Regions from separate parts of the Mus musculus genome. Here regions 1 and 3 are each linked to region 2. The links are chromatin contacts, called in public Hi-C and HiChIP or PLAC-seq maps. All regions are on one chromosome and are shown on one strand. The core of a region is the stretch at or near the end of the contact, and the rest is flanking DNA. Distances in the headings are between cores, read along the strand shown. Region 1 has its middle 2.8 kb from the start of Gm36750. Region 2 has its middle 25 kb from the start of Pcbd1. Region 3 overlaps Unc5b (unc-5 netrin receptor B).

What was found. A called contact is a pair of places that touch in the nucleus more often than the background predicts. HiChIP or PLAC-seq counts read pairs in DNA pulled down with a chosen protein or histone mark.
Region 1: a contact with region 2 is called in a Hi-C map of the N1E-115 cell line, with 4 times the contacts expected there. The contact joins two enhancer-like sites. A contact is called at or near these places in 1 of 15 datasets of contacts at CTCF or cohesin (stem cell-derived epiblast-like cells), 2 of 484 Hi-C or Micro-C datasets (the N1E-115 cell line and bone marrow-derived macrophages), 5 of 115 datasets of contacts at active chromatin or transcription factors (bone marrow-derived dendritic cells, embryonic midbrain, embryonic stem cells and 1 more) and 1 of 9 other capture datasets (embryonic stem cells).
Region 3: a contact with region 2 is called in an H3K27ac HiChIP or PLAC-seq map of embryonic stem cells, with 5 times the contacts expected there. The contact joins two enhancer-like sites. A contact is called at or near these places in 1 of 39 promoter capture datasets (embryonic stem cells), 2 of 15 datasets of contacts at CTCF or cohesin (embryonic stem cells and hippocampal excitatory neurons), 21 of 484 Hi-C or Micro-C datasets (the C10 cell line, the N1E-115 cell line, bone marrow-derived macrophages and 9 more), 39 of 115 datasets of contacts at active chromatin or transcription factors (VIP interneurons, acute myeloid leukemia, astrocytes and 22 more) and 1 of 9 other capture datasets (liver).

What each region holds. Positions count from the first base shown.
Region 1 is chr10:60,883,811-60,887,775 of GRCm38.p6, reverse strand. No RefSeq gene overlaps it. Among named protein-coding and RNA genes, the nearest start is that of Gm36750, 2.8 kb to the left of the region's middle. Within about 2 kb of position 2,320, at least 40 of the 459 cell types and tissues checked have an H3K27ac peak or open chromatin away from gene starts, as enhancers often do. A contact at or near this core is called in the N1E-115 cell line, where this site is marked.
Region 2 is chr10:61,062,134-61,066,142 of GRCm38.p6, reverse strand. No RefSeq gene overlaps it. Among named protein-coding and RNA genes, the nearest start is that of Pcbd1, 25 kb to the left of the region's middle. Within about 2 kb of position 1,337, at least 40 of the 459 cell types and tissues checked have an H3K27ac peak or open chromatin away from gene starts, as enhancers often do. A contact at or near this core is called in the N1E-115 cell line, embryonic limb bud, embryonic stem cells and 4 more, where this site is marked.
Region 3 is chr10:60,812,034-60,816,148 of GRCm38.p6, reverse strand. All of the region lies in intron 1 of Unc5b (unc-5 netrin receptor B), which reads left to right. Among named protein-coding and RNA genes, the nearest start is that of Unc5b, 17 kb to the left of the region's middle. RefSeq lists an enhancer at 1-2,371. Within about 2 kb of position 1,513, at least 131 of the 459 cell types and tissues checked have an H3K27ac peak or open chromatin away from gene starts, as enhancers often do. A contact at or near this core is called in the N1E-115 cell line, embryonic limb bud, embryonic stem cells and 4 more, where this site is marked.

The DNA.
Region 1 (3,965 bases), core at 1,071-3,570, 180 kb after region 2:
GCCACCTTGTCACCAGGTCCTCGCCCTGTTTTTCACTGGTGTGCACGCGCATGTGCGCATGAGGTGATGTTAGGAAGGGCTTCCTTCTGCCTCAGGCCCTATAGGTCTGGAATGATGGATCTTATTTACACATGGTGGGGGCCCTTCTGCCACTTGAGAAGAAAGATTCTGGTCTGCCTATTTGCTTGTGGGCATTTGTTTTCCCTCCCTCCCTCACCCACTTCTCCCTTCCAAAATTTAGCAGAGCAAGCCACTTCATGCTAAGTTCTCTGCCCATTCTCTTGGGGTACATGCAGCAACAGGAAGATTTCTGCAGTGGCCGCTTCCAGGGACATGATGGGAAATCAATGTCCCCTTCATTAAAGGTTGCAAACATCACATTGCTGAACGATGGACCATCCACAGCTCCTGTTCTCTCATACTCTGAAGGGGATCCGATGCCCAAAGAAGGAGACTAGCCATTTTCTCTGATAACCTCTCCACAGTCCCCAACTGGGTCCTTTCATACCCAAGCTTCTCTCTGTCTCTGTCTCTGTCTCTCTCTCTGTCTTTGTCTCTCTGTCTCTCTCTCTCTGTCATGATCTGCCCAGAGGGAAGAACACCAGATCACAGTGGATCCTGGGACATGCAAGATGATTCCTGCCACTGTCCCTGCTCCCCCCACTTCCACCCCCAGCAGCTTCGAGCAAGCTTGGCAGCTGGAGTCCTAGAGAGCAATGAATCCATCACTGGGGTCAAACTCGGGGCCTGGGGTATGTGTTAAAACAAGAAAACCAATCAGAGCCGAAAATGAAAGGCAGCAGAGGTGTGAAGTGAGGAAGGAGACTGCCAGACAGGCACTGGCTGCTGCCCAGCTGCCTCCGGGTCTTTGTAGGCCCCACCACCGTGCCCAGGTCCTCCAAGAAGCAGGTAGCCAGTGAGTATCATAAGCCTGCCGCTCTCACCCTAAAGAGTAGGACCAGGGCTCCAGTGACAAGAAAAGCCCCAGACATAGATATGTTAGTTGATAGACTCTTAAGTGTCTGTGTTGGGGTCAATGCTCATTCTGGGGTACTCTAAAGCATCAGACTCAAGGAACAGGCTTCAAAGCCCCGCCTCTGGTACATCTGTTGTGGGAAAAACACTAGACCCAGGGCACGGTGTTCTAACACTAACCAAGGTCATGTTTTGGATCTGGCTGTGCAGAGGTCAGGTCCCCAGAGTTCCATGCACGGCTGAAGGGAAGGCCAGCACACAGGAGAGCTACAATACAGCCTAGCAGGGGAGAGAATAATGACATCTTCAAAGGTCTGGTACCAAGCACAGGTGCCACCCACAGCAAAGACAAAGGAAGAAGGATGGACCGAACACAAAGAGTACTAGCTGTGCCTAGAGCCTTCAGGCCAAGCACTGACCCAGAGGTCCCCCAAGGATAGGGGGCATCAGGGACCTCTGATGCTGATGGAGCCAGCAGGGTACTTGTCTCAGCCCTCATCCTTGCCCAGCACAGACATCCCAATGAAGGAGCTGAGCCAGGTGGCCCCATCGTGACCAACAAGGTGACTGGTTGGTCTTAGAGTGAGAGAGAGGCCAGTCCAGGCTGAGCACTGTTCTGCCTCTCTTCATTTATCCACCTATGCTGACAAGCACAATTGCTCCGCTGGCCTCAGACTCCCAGAAAAGCCCTGGAGAGCCCGGGTGGCCGCTCTATTAACACACAAACCGGTAGCCCGGCAGCTGCTGACACTGGGGTTAATTAAATCTATCTCCCCATCAATTCTCATTCAAGTACTATCGACGGCCATTAGATGGGTGACAGAGTGACAAGGGGACAGCGATAGACTTAACTCCCACGCTGCATGGAGAGGGCCCACCTCCCCGCAGAGACACTCCCCCCAGCCCCCACCCCCCACCCCGGTCCCCAGGGAAGAGCTCAGCTATGGACTCCAGGCTACGCCCCCACCCCACGCCTGCCAATCAGCAGCCAGCACGCCAGGCTATGCCCCACCCCACGCCTGCCAGTCAGCAGCCAGGCTGCCTCACCTTTGTTCTTTCTGCAAGTTTTTCTTAGGTATTTGTACAGTGCCAAGTCCGGTGGGCAGAGAACTACTTGGCTCAAGACTTGGGTTATTACCCGCTCTGCACTCAACCAAGCCTTTTCTCCACCAAACCAAATCCAGCCAAGGCCACCCCTCCCCTCAGCTTCAGCCTAGCTGGTCACCCTGACAGCCCTTGCTTCACAGGTCCCGCTAGACAGAAAAATAGTCTACTCACATACATTCACATGCTACGCCTCAGACTCTGGCATTATGTCATCACCTGGTCACAGGGACTTTCCGGATGTGGTTTGGGATCTTGGATAAACAGATTGTTTCAGATTAGCCGGATAAGCCCAGTGGGATAGCACGTTCCTGAGAGAGGACAGTCAGAAATGTGACGGAGGCGAGCCACACATGTGACATGAGATTTGACATTGTGGAGGGGACTATGAGCCCCGCTGTTCAGAAAGCTGTTGAGAAAGGCAAGGAGACACTCTCCTCTGGGATCTGGGAGGAACTGAGATGTGTACCAGTTTGATTTTTGCCCCAAAGAGACACACATCAGACTCTGCCCTCTAGAACTAAGAAGTTGTAAGTCTGTAGGGATGCAGTGGTTTGAATGAAAATGGTTCCCATAGACCCAGAGAGAGTGGCACTATTAGGAGGTGTAGCCTTGTTGGAGTAGGTGTGGCTTAGTTGAAGTAGGTGTGGCTTAGTTGGAGTAGGTGTGGCTTAGTTGGAGTAGGTGTAGCCTTGTTGGAGGTAGGTGTGGCCGTGTTAGAGGAAGTGTGTCACTTGGGGGAGGGATTTGAGGTTTCAGACGCTTAAGCCAGGCCCAGTGTGGCATTCATTTCCCGCTGCCTGCTGATCCAGATGTAGAACTCTCAGCATCTTCTCCAGCACTATGTCTGGATACTACCGTGATTCCCACTATGACGATACTAAACTAAACCTCTGAAACTGTAAGCCGGCCCGATTAAATGTTTTCCTTTATAAGAGTTGCCTTTAAGAATGTTTTATGTCTTTCCTTTATAAGGTAATGGTGTCTCTCCATAGCAACAAAACTCTAACCAAGACAAGAGATATGTTGCAACATAAAGTTAACCCACCCTTCCTCACCCTGTGTTCACCGTCTCCATTCATATCTCCTGTCCGTCAGTACACTATGCCTGCCATTCCACCTCCCTCCCGTGGGAACAGCCTTTGACCTCAGTTTGAAGGAGTACCTAAAGCTCCCAAATTTGTGCCCAGTGTGGCTGCCTCTGCTTCCCAGTCCTTAGGTCTGAGTTTGAGGCACAGGCAACAGCCCAGGCAGGCCTAAAGGTACAATCCAGCCATTCTTGGGGGCAGAGGTTATGCAGCTGATCAGGGCTCTGTTGATGAGGAACATGCATTCGTCACGATGAGCCACGGGCTGTCTACATGTCAGAACAGTTCTACTTGAAATTCTGAGGGTTGGGGGTGGAACAGGGTTGGAACCCCAAGGCTGAGAAGGAGTACAAAAGACCATGATAGGAGGTTTACATTGGATTCTCTACCCCTGGGCCTATGAAGGCTGCCCTACTGAGTGCTCTCTCAAGTCTTGGCTGCAGCCAGATCTGGTACATGGGGTTTATGCTGTAGCTATTAAGTTTGATTAGGGCCCTCGAGGTCAAGGAGAGGAATCCTCTCAGACCATCCATCCAATGGGCCCGAGTGAATGTCCCGTGCATCGGAACAAGTAAAACATCATTCTACTAGGCCAAATGAAAGAAAAGCAGGCGCCCACAAGGCCAAAGCAAAGGACACTGGGTTCCTTTTGTGAGACGTGTTTTCACATATCTGGGCTGGCCTTGATCTCCCCTTATAACCAAGGATGATGATGGCCTTAAATTCCCAATCTTGCTTCCACCTTCCAATCACGAGTATTACAGGCATGTACCACCATGCATGGTTTAGATGATACTG
Region 2 (4,009 bases), core at 88-2,587:
TGTTGCCAGTTTGGGTGTGGCCAGTCAGACACAGTCAAATAACCCAGAGCCCTTTTTCTGGTACCTCTGATACTCCTCTTTGATGGCTGTGGTGGAGAGTTCCAGAGCTGGGGAAATGAGGACCATGATGTGTCTTCCTGGTGGCTGTCTCCCCACAGGGGACCATTTGTAGAGTCATCGCAGGAAACAGAGGCTAGGTCAACAGGGACAGCTATGCCCACGGCCCACCCTGCAGTCTTCTGGGCTGAATATCTACTGGCCCCGGGGCTCCTTCCAGCTTTGCAGTGGCCAGGGAGTCTGTAGGAAGGAGCTCAGGGCCGAAGGGACGCCAGATGGAGGACCAGTCCAGTTCAGCAAAGCAGAAGGCGAAAACAGGTCCCAGCTGGGGGTTCTTTCCAGCTGGACCTAGGATATGCTGAGACAGATCTGTGTCCCGCTGAATAAGTTCTGATTAACTGCACTGCCTTTGAACCTGGCAGAAGCGGAGGTGCTGGGGTGCATCAGGTAGGGACTGAGTTAATAAAAATATCTGAGTTTGTTTCGGTGCAGCTCATTGGGTGGACCAGTAGCCACAGTCAAGTGGGGGGTGGGGGGTTGGCCTGCAGACTTCTCTTCAAGAGACACTCCCTAGGACTGGCTGGCAGCCTGCCCTGCAAATGGTAGCCCCTCCCCCTCACAGGGAAGGGCACCCCGCCTCTCTTCGTTCTGTCTAGTCAGTGACAGAGCTGGGGAATCCTATGGCCAGGCCATATTTGGTGCTCCTAGTGCGTCTTGAGATGTCCTCATGGCTAGGCTTGATGAAGCTTGTCCCAGTTCATGCTATTGTGGTGTCAGAGCACCATAGTCTGCGGGTTCCTACCTCCTACGGCTCCCCTTCTCCCCTGCACCCTTTGTGGGAATATCCCCAGGGACTCTGTCTTGTATGACACAAGGGGCTCTTGCAGTACCCACCGTCCCGGCAGGAATACATAGCCTGGAAAAAAAACAGCCTGCGCAGCCCCACAAAGTCTATCCTTTGTGGGATTCTGGGCACAGGGGTCGGAGGGCATAAGATCCTGTTTTATTTAGCCTTTGGCTTTGCTGAGCTGGACTGGTCCTCCATCTGGCGGCCCTGCGGCCCTGAGCTCCTTCCTACAGCCCCCATGACCTCTGTGGGCTTTGAAGAGTGTCAGGGCACAGAACGTGTGGAGATATTCTGGCTCCACTTCCCTATATTCATAGAGAATCACAGAGAAGTTGAGTTAGCCATCTTTCCTGCAGCCGCATAGTAGCTTTGAGGAAGGCTGGCCAGGGGCGTGGTCTATACAGGGGCGTGGCCTCTCCTGGGTTCACGTCCCCTCATAGGTCAGAGCTCCCAGGGCCAGGCATCCAGTTATCCAGCCCAAAGCGCCAGGTCTTCTCCCAATTATTGTGAAGCCTCTCCAGGCTGGGCCCTCTGCTCGCTTACCCCCTTGTCCCCCAGAGGCAGCTGACCCTCTTTTCAGTGCACAGGGCCTCCTGTGGAACTAGAGGTCTCAGGCACTCATTTAAGCTGAGGTTCAGATACAGGAATCGCTTCCCTAGGCCCATAGCAGGCTAACATTATCGCAGAGTCACAGACCTCTTTATACCCTAAGGCAGCCATTGGGTCCTGGTGATAAATCCCAGCAGGCTTTCTGAGGCCAGAGCTAAGATCTAGAACCACGAGGGAGACAATATCTGTGAAGGGTTATCTTGATTAGGTTAATTGAGGGACTAAGGCCCACTCCAAATGTGAGCAGTTGTAGGGTTAAGGGGTCCTGCATCCTCTCGGCCGGCCACAAGCTCCGGTCCCTAAGGGAGGTGGAACATGGGAACTTGTACTGCACTTACCACGCCAGTGCCGGGCTATGGGAAGCCATGGGACACCGCTCCAGGGGTGGGGGAGCACAGTCTGAGGTCCCGGGGACAGCTGGAGCTGGCTCAGGGGTCCTTAGGACTGCAAGCAGGCTGGGGCATCTGGTTCTCAGGCTCTTGGGCACCCAGGCGCTGCTGGATGCCAAGGAAGAGCTGAGAACTGAGTGGGAGCCTGCAGGCTGGATCTAGCCTGGGGCCGAAGCGGGAAGGGGGATACTCCAGCTGGATCCTGTGGGGATAGAGCCCTTGGTTTGTTGGTGGGTGGCTGGCTTGGCTTGGTGGTCGCGGCTGAGAGCATAGAGAGGCCTTGTACCAGAGATTAGACTCGGATCTATAGTTGAAGGGCTTCTCTATGGCTCTCCACGGCGGATCCCAGTGAAAAGAGACAGTTCATGGTTTATTGTCATGGCAGAAAGTGGATGAGTAAAACTGTACCCCATTTCTCAGGGGCGGGCCTGAGGTTAAATACCTTTTGCAGAGAGGAGCGTCTGGGAAGGAAAGCTTAATTGGCTTCAGGCCTTTAGGTACCTCATTAAAATGAAGATCTGTCTTGAGGCTACGTCCTGTGGCGGGGCTTGGGGCATGGCCCTTATATGACTGAAGGACACAAATCTATGGAAAGCTGAGGCCTCATGCCAGGAGCCTAGTGTTCAGGAACCAGGTAAAACGCCTGCTGTTCCTCAGGGTCACCGGGGTTTCCAGCCTGTGTTCCACCAGAAACCAGGCTGCCTTTCACAGTCCTACAAGCCATCATCCTATGGGCTACTCATAAAAAGAAGAAAGCTGAACCCTGCCCTCCCCCCCACCCCCACCCCGCCCCGCCCCCAGCATTTGTCTCTCTTCTTCCGGACTTCAGTCACATTGTGTCCAGCTGCATCCAGCTCTTGCTGCCTCCCTGATAGGTCGGGACCTTCAGACCTTAAGAAAGTTCACAAAAACCTTTTCCTCCTTTAAAGTGAATTTTATTTTATTTTTTAATTAATTAATTAATTAATTAATTAATTTTTTGGTCCGATGTTCTGCCTTAGTCCTGGGAAATGTAACTGTGATGGTTTGTATATCCTTGGACCAGGGAGTGGCACCATCTGAAGGTGTGGCCTTGTTGGAATAGGTGTGACCTGGTTGGAATGGGTGTGTCACTGTGGGTGTGGGTATAAGATCCTCACCCTAGTTGCCTGGAAGTCAGTCTTCCATTAGCAGCCTTTGAATGAAGACATAGAACTCTCAGCTCCTCCTGCGCCATGCCTGCCTGGATACTGCCATGCTCTCACCTTGATGATAATGGACTGAACCTCTGAACCTGTAAGCCAGCCCCAATTAAATGTTGTTTTTTATAAGACTTGCCTTGGTCATGGTGTCTGCTCACAGCAGTAAAAACCCAACTAAGACAGTAACTAATACAGACAGGCTCTGGAGGGAGGGAGGCATAGGTACAAAGAGACCAGGGGCTTGTGACAAGGGGCTTGCGGTGACTTCCTCGATAAGGCTCGCAGGGAGGGGGCCCAGCGTCCTGCACCGGGAATTTGTAGAGAGGGAGAGATGAACTATCTGACTCCCCCTGCCTGGGGTAGCCCCCGAGAAAGGCTGAAATCTGACTTGGTCATTTTGAACTTGGTCCCTCCTGAACAGTGATGGGAACACATCTTCCCGGAAGCCACTCCTCTGCTGAAGCTCTGAGGTAGCAATGATCCGAGATAGCAATGATTCTCGGGGGGGGGGGGTGCGGGGGGGTGAGCTGTCAGAAACGGTTGCTGCTTCCTGGGCACCTGCTCCAAGGCTCAGAGATCCCATGGCTCCCTGCTAGATTTTAACAAAGGCTGCATATTTTCTGGCCACCTGGGAGCTAGATGGTCAGGGCCAGTACAGGAAGCCACAGGAGCCCAGGCTCAACCCACTAAGCTGGGGATAGCCAACTTGGAGTTTTGGTCACAACGTGGCTTTTCTCAGCTCCCTGGGGCACCCCCCTGTGACAACGCAGCTCAGTCCTTGAGAATATAGTTTTGTCCCTCCCTATCTATTCTGCATTTACTCTGTCTTGGGCACCCCTTCTCTTCCCCCTTCCCAGATTCTGCTCCACTTGAGAGGTCTGAAAACATTGGGAATAAAAACTTCAATTCCTTGGGAAGCAGACGGG
Region 3 (4,115 bases), core at 264-2,763, 250 kb after region 2:
GCAGCCACTGCCTGGCCTGGCTTTTGTTCACAGCTCTGTAGTCTGTCCAGAGCTCCTTGCTCCTTCAGCAGCCAGAGCAGCTAATAGGGAAACAGCTCTGCAGCTGACAGCTGAGAGACAGGCCAGCCAGGCCTCCCTGGGGCTGGGGGTGGGGCACAGAATAGATGCCCTCTGGTTCAGTCTTCAGAACCTTGCTGGCATTTCCTTCTGTGGCTCTGTCCCTGTGATATGAACCGGGCTACTGCCTCTGGCAGAGGTCACCAGGAAGTTAAAATCTGGGCCCCCAGCTGGCTCCCAGGATGCCCCAGAGCACATGGGCACCATTTGATGTTCTGTGAATATTGTATGTGAGCTATCTGTGTCTCCTGGCTTTCTCATTACAGGTAGTTCAGGTTCTCAGGAGCTGTTAGGTAGAGTCATAGAATGTCAGATGTGGAAAAGACAGACAAGAGCCGGAAAGCCCATTTTATAGCGAAGGGTACTGAAGCCTTGGGCAGTGAGCACTTCAGACTACTGTTCAAAGTTCACAGTGGCAGATCCTGGGTTTGAACAGGAACCTGAGGCCTGTGCCCTTGATCCTGACCCAAGGGAAAGGCCCAGGAGAGCCCTGGCCCGGCCAGGGAATCCATCACAGGTAAACAGTGCCCACCAGAAATGTGCCTTCCACACTGGAGCCTGGGGTTTTGCTCAGAGTGTCCTAGGGGTCCTAGTGCTCCTCCGTGGCCTTCTTGGGGCTTCTGGGTCCTGCCTTTGTGTGGTATTTTCTTCTAGGTTGGGGAGGGGAGGTAAGTGTCCTAGAATTTGCAGTAGAACTTGCGTGGGGTTTCTGGGGTGCAGGAGCACAGCTAGCCAGGGGGCCCAGCTAGTCTTGTGACTCAGACAGCCCTGCCATTTAGGGATTGCTAGGTCTGGTTGTCCTTGGGAATCTCGGTCCCTCTCCCGTCTCTGTTGGGGGAGGTGAGAATTTAGAGCCAGGGTGGGGTGGGGGTGGGGGTGGGGGTGGGGGTTGCGGTTACAGGATGTGGCATCTAGTCCTTTCCGGGTAGATTGCATTCCTCCCTGTCTGGCCCAGAAAGTCCCCCCCCCCCCATGTTTGTCCCCTAGGACCCAGGAGGGTCTCCTCTGCCCTCCCAGGCTCAGATGCAGATGCGGCCTCCTCCAGGCCTCTCGCACCAGTGTGCTGCCTCTGACATTCCGCCCCAGCAGATAAGGATCCTGTCTGGCGCCTGGGTGCTTTTCTCCTCCTCCTTTCCAAATCTGTCCCCTGATTATCTGCAGACAGCCCCTCTCCAGGGGGCCACCAGGGACCCGGCTGAGAGCTCTGAGCAAGACCGAGGTGGAACCAGTTAGCAGCCACCACCATCCCCCACCAGCCCCCCCACACCAGCCCCTCACCCTTCTCCGTCTTTGCTAAACTCCACAGGAGGTTTAGCCCCAAGCTAAGGACTGGCTTCCTAAGGGTAGGACTGACTAGCTTTCGCTGGGAGAAGTGGGTGTGTAAACCAGAGGCTGGGCCAGAATTGGCCAAGATGGGGACTGAGGGTGGAGTCACTCCTGTGGTCCAGCACTCCTCAGCCCTGGGCCTGGATAGTGCCCAGAGGGGATGTGGTAGAGATTGCAGCCAGCCAGCCAGACATCCACATCCTGTGGGAGCCGCTGGCCTGAGAAGGGCTCGGGACACTTTGAAAGGGAGTACCAGAGGGCATGTGGAGCCCAGCAAGAGACTCTGGGGAGTGGACTCCCAAGACAGATGATGCTCTGGCTTCTGGCTCTCCCTGCCTTTGAATCCCATCCCCTAGGTCCAGAGCTTCTGGCCTCACAGGCAGTCTTCAGAGAGGGTGGACCAGGGGGGCTCACCAAGCCCTCTGGCAAGCGAGCAAGCAGGTCTGGGCTGCTCTTTCCCAGGACTGCACAAGCCCTGCCTCACTGGGAGGTGGGAGCCCACAGTTCTGTCTCACTGGCTTTCATTGTCAGTTACGACCTCTGTGATTTTTGGTGGGGGCAAGCTTCTTTTGGTCTGTGGATCTCATATTTGTGCTGTCAGTGGAGGGTGTCTTCTGGTAGGAGCAGGAGGGAACAGACACCACTTTGCCTGACCCTTCCAGCTTCCCAGAGTGGTCAGAGGGGATACCCTGTAATTATGAAGCCAGTCCATGATACAGCTCAGGCCAGAACCCCCAGTACAGGGCAGAGCCTCTGGAGAGCAAACAAAAGGCCGACTCACCTAGCACTCTTTTCCTATGCTGGCTTTCCCTGACTCCCTACCTTCCCTGCCCCCAGCCTTCCTTCGAGCCCCTCCCCAGCCTCTAAAACACCCGCTGGGGGGTGGGGAAGCTCAGCCAGATCATCTTTATGGCTTCCTGGACCTGGAGCCCTAAGGCTGAGAATCTGGCGGTATGGGTTGGGTTCCTCCCGAGCGCCCCTGCCCCCACCCCAGCCTTTCAGCTCGTAAATTTACAGTCTAGGGCAGGGAGGAATGGTCCTTAAGCCATCAGCCGGGCACCCACTTAGTAAAGTACCTCTTGGAGCTTCTGGGAGCCAGGTCTCTCACCCGACCTTGACTAGCCATGGCCTCTTTGTGCGCACTGGGTCTCCCAGCCCACACTCCTTGGTGAACATCTCATTGGACAGGTTTTTGCCTTCTGTGCAAGGAAGACTCGCTGTCTCCTTTGGGGAGATGAATGAAGAGATTCAGGTCCAGGGGTCTCTGGAATTTGAGGGTCCAAAAGACCACGGGCTCTCTGTATTCCTAACAGTAGTGAGCCCCTGGCTTTATTATGCTTTTCTCTGTGCCCAACCTACTCAAACAACATCCATGGAGTTTTTCTTACTTAAGCTAAGAAAAAGAGTTCCTCTATAACCCGGTGGTGGCACGCCTTTAATCCCAGCACTTGGGAGGCGGAAGCAGGGGGATCTCTTGTGTTCAAAGCTAGCCTGCTCTACAGAGTTCCAGGACTGCACAGAGAGACCTTGCCTCAGAAAGAAGGAGAGGAAGAAAGTGTCCGACCAGATGGAGCTGACATTGTACAGCTCACAGCTCGGGAGTTGGGAGCCTTATGAATGAAGCCTTAGGGAGGTGGGGGGGGGAGGATTTTGGATGAGGGTGGGGCTCCAGGATAATGAAAGTTCGGGGACAGTGGGGGTGCGTGAGGGAAGGCCAGGCAGGAGCCCAGTGTGGGATAAACAGTAAGAGGGCAGGAATTGGTCCCTGGATGTGAGCAGAAACCACCTTGGGACCTCCAGAGGCCCCCCTTTATTGTCACGAGCTCTAATAACTGATTAGCTTCAAGTCGCATCTCCCATCTCTTAGTCCTTAGGACAAGCTACTGAGCCTACCTGAGCCTCATTTTCAACCTCACAACAGAATCAATCCATAGCATTCGGTCTGCCATATAACATTGCCACAAAGTTCAGAAAGCCCTCTGGCTTGTTTGCTCCTGCTGGAGCTTGGATCTCAGACTCGCTCTTCCTTCCTGATCCGGTCCTCAGCTCTCTGGTCTGTAAAATGGGTAGATGAGCCCAAAAGGTAAATTCACCAAAGGTCCTTAGCACGGAGCCTGGCGCACTCTTAGCACCAGTTAGTGGAAGGGCCACTGCCTCCACAGGTGTGTTTATACACCCCATGCTAAGAGGTGTGCAGTGTGTTATACTGGAAGCCTCCCGACTCCCCTCCTCAGACTAGTGACCCCTATCTGGAAGCTGGAAGCATCTTTCCTGGGGCTTAAAGGTGTGTGCTGGTAAGCCAGTCCTTGAGTTTATTTTTAGCTGTGACCAGACCCGGGGTCTAGAGTGGGGGAGGGGCAGTGGGAGCAGGCTGTAACCTGAGCTGGGAGAAAGAAGTGAAGAGGTGGGGTGAGGTCCCCCGTGCAAGGAACCTGGCCCTCCCGGCTTCCCACAGGTGTAGGGTCAGCGAAGGCATTGCTTCATTAACTCCCCCATAAACAACTACCGTCATTGATTCCCCCCAACCCCAGCCCCCAGATAGGAATCTGGGTATCAGAATAAATAGGAGTGTGGAAACAGGAAAGCCAGTGGGCCGAAGTCCCGACGGGAGATCTCTTCCTGTTAGAGAACCCCCAGCCTTTCCATGAGCTGACGTGCCAGGCACTGGTCAC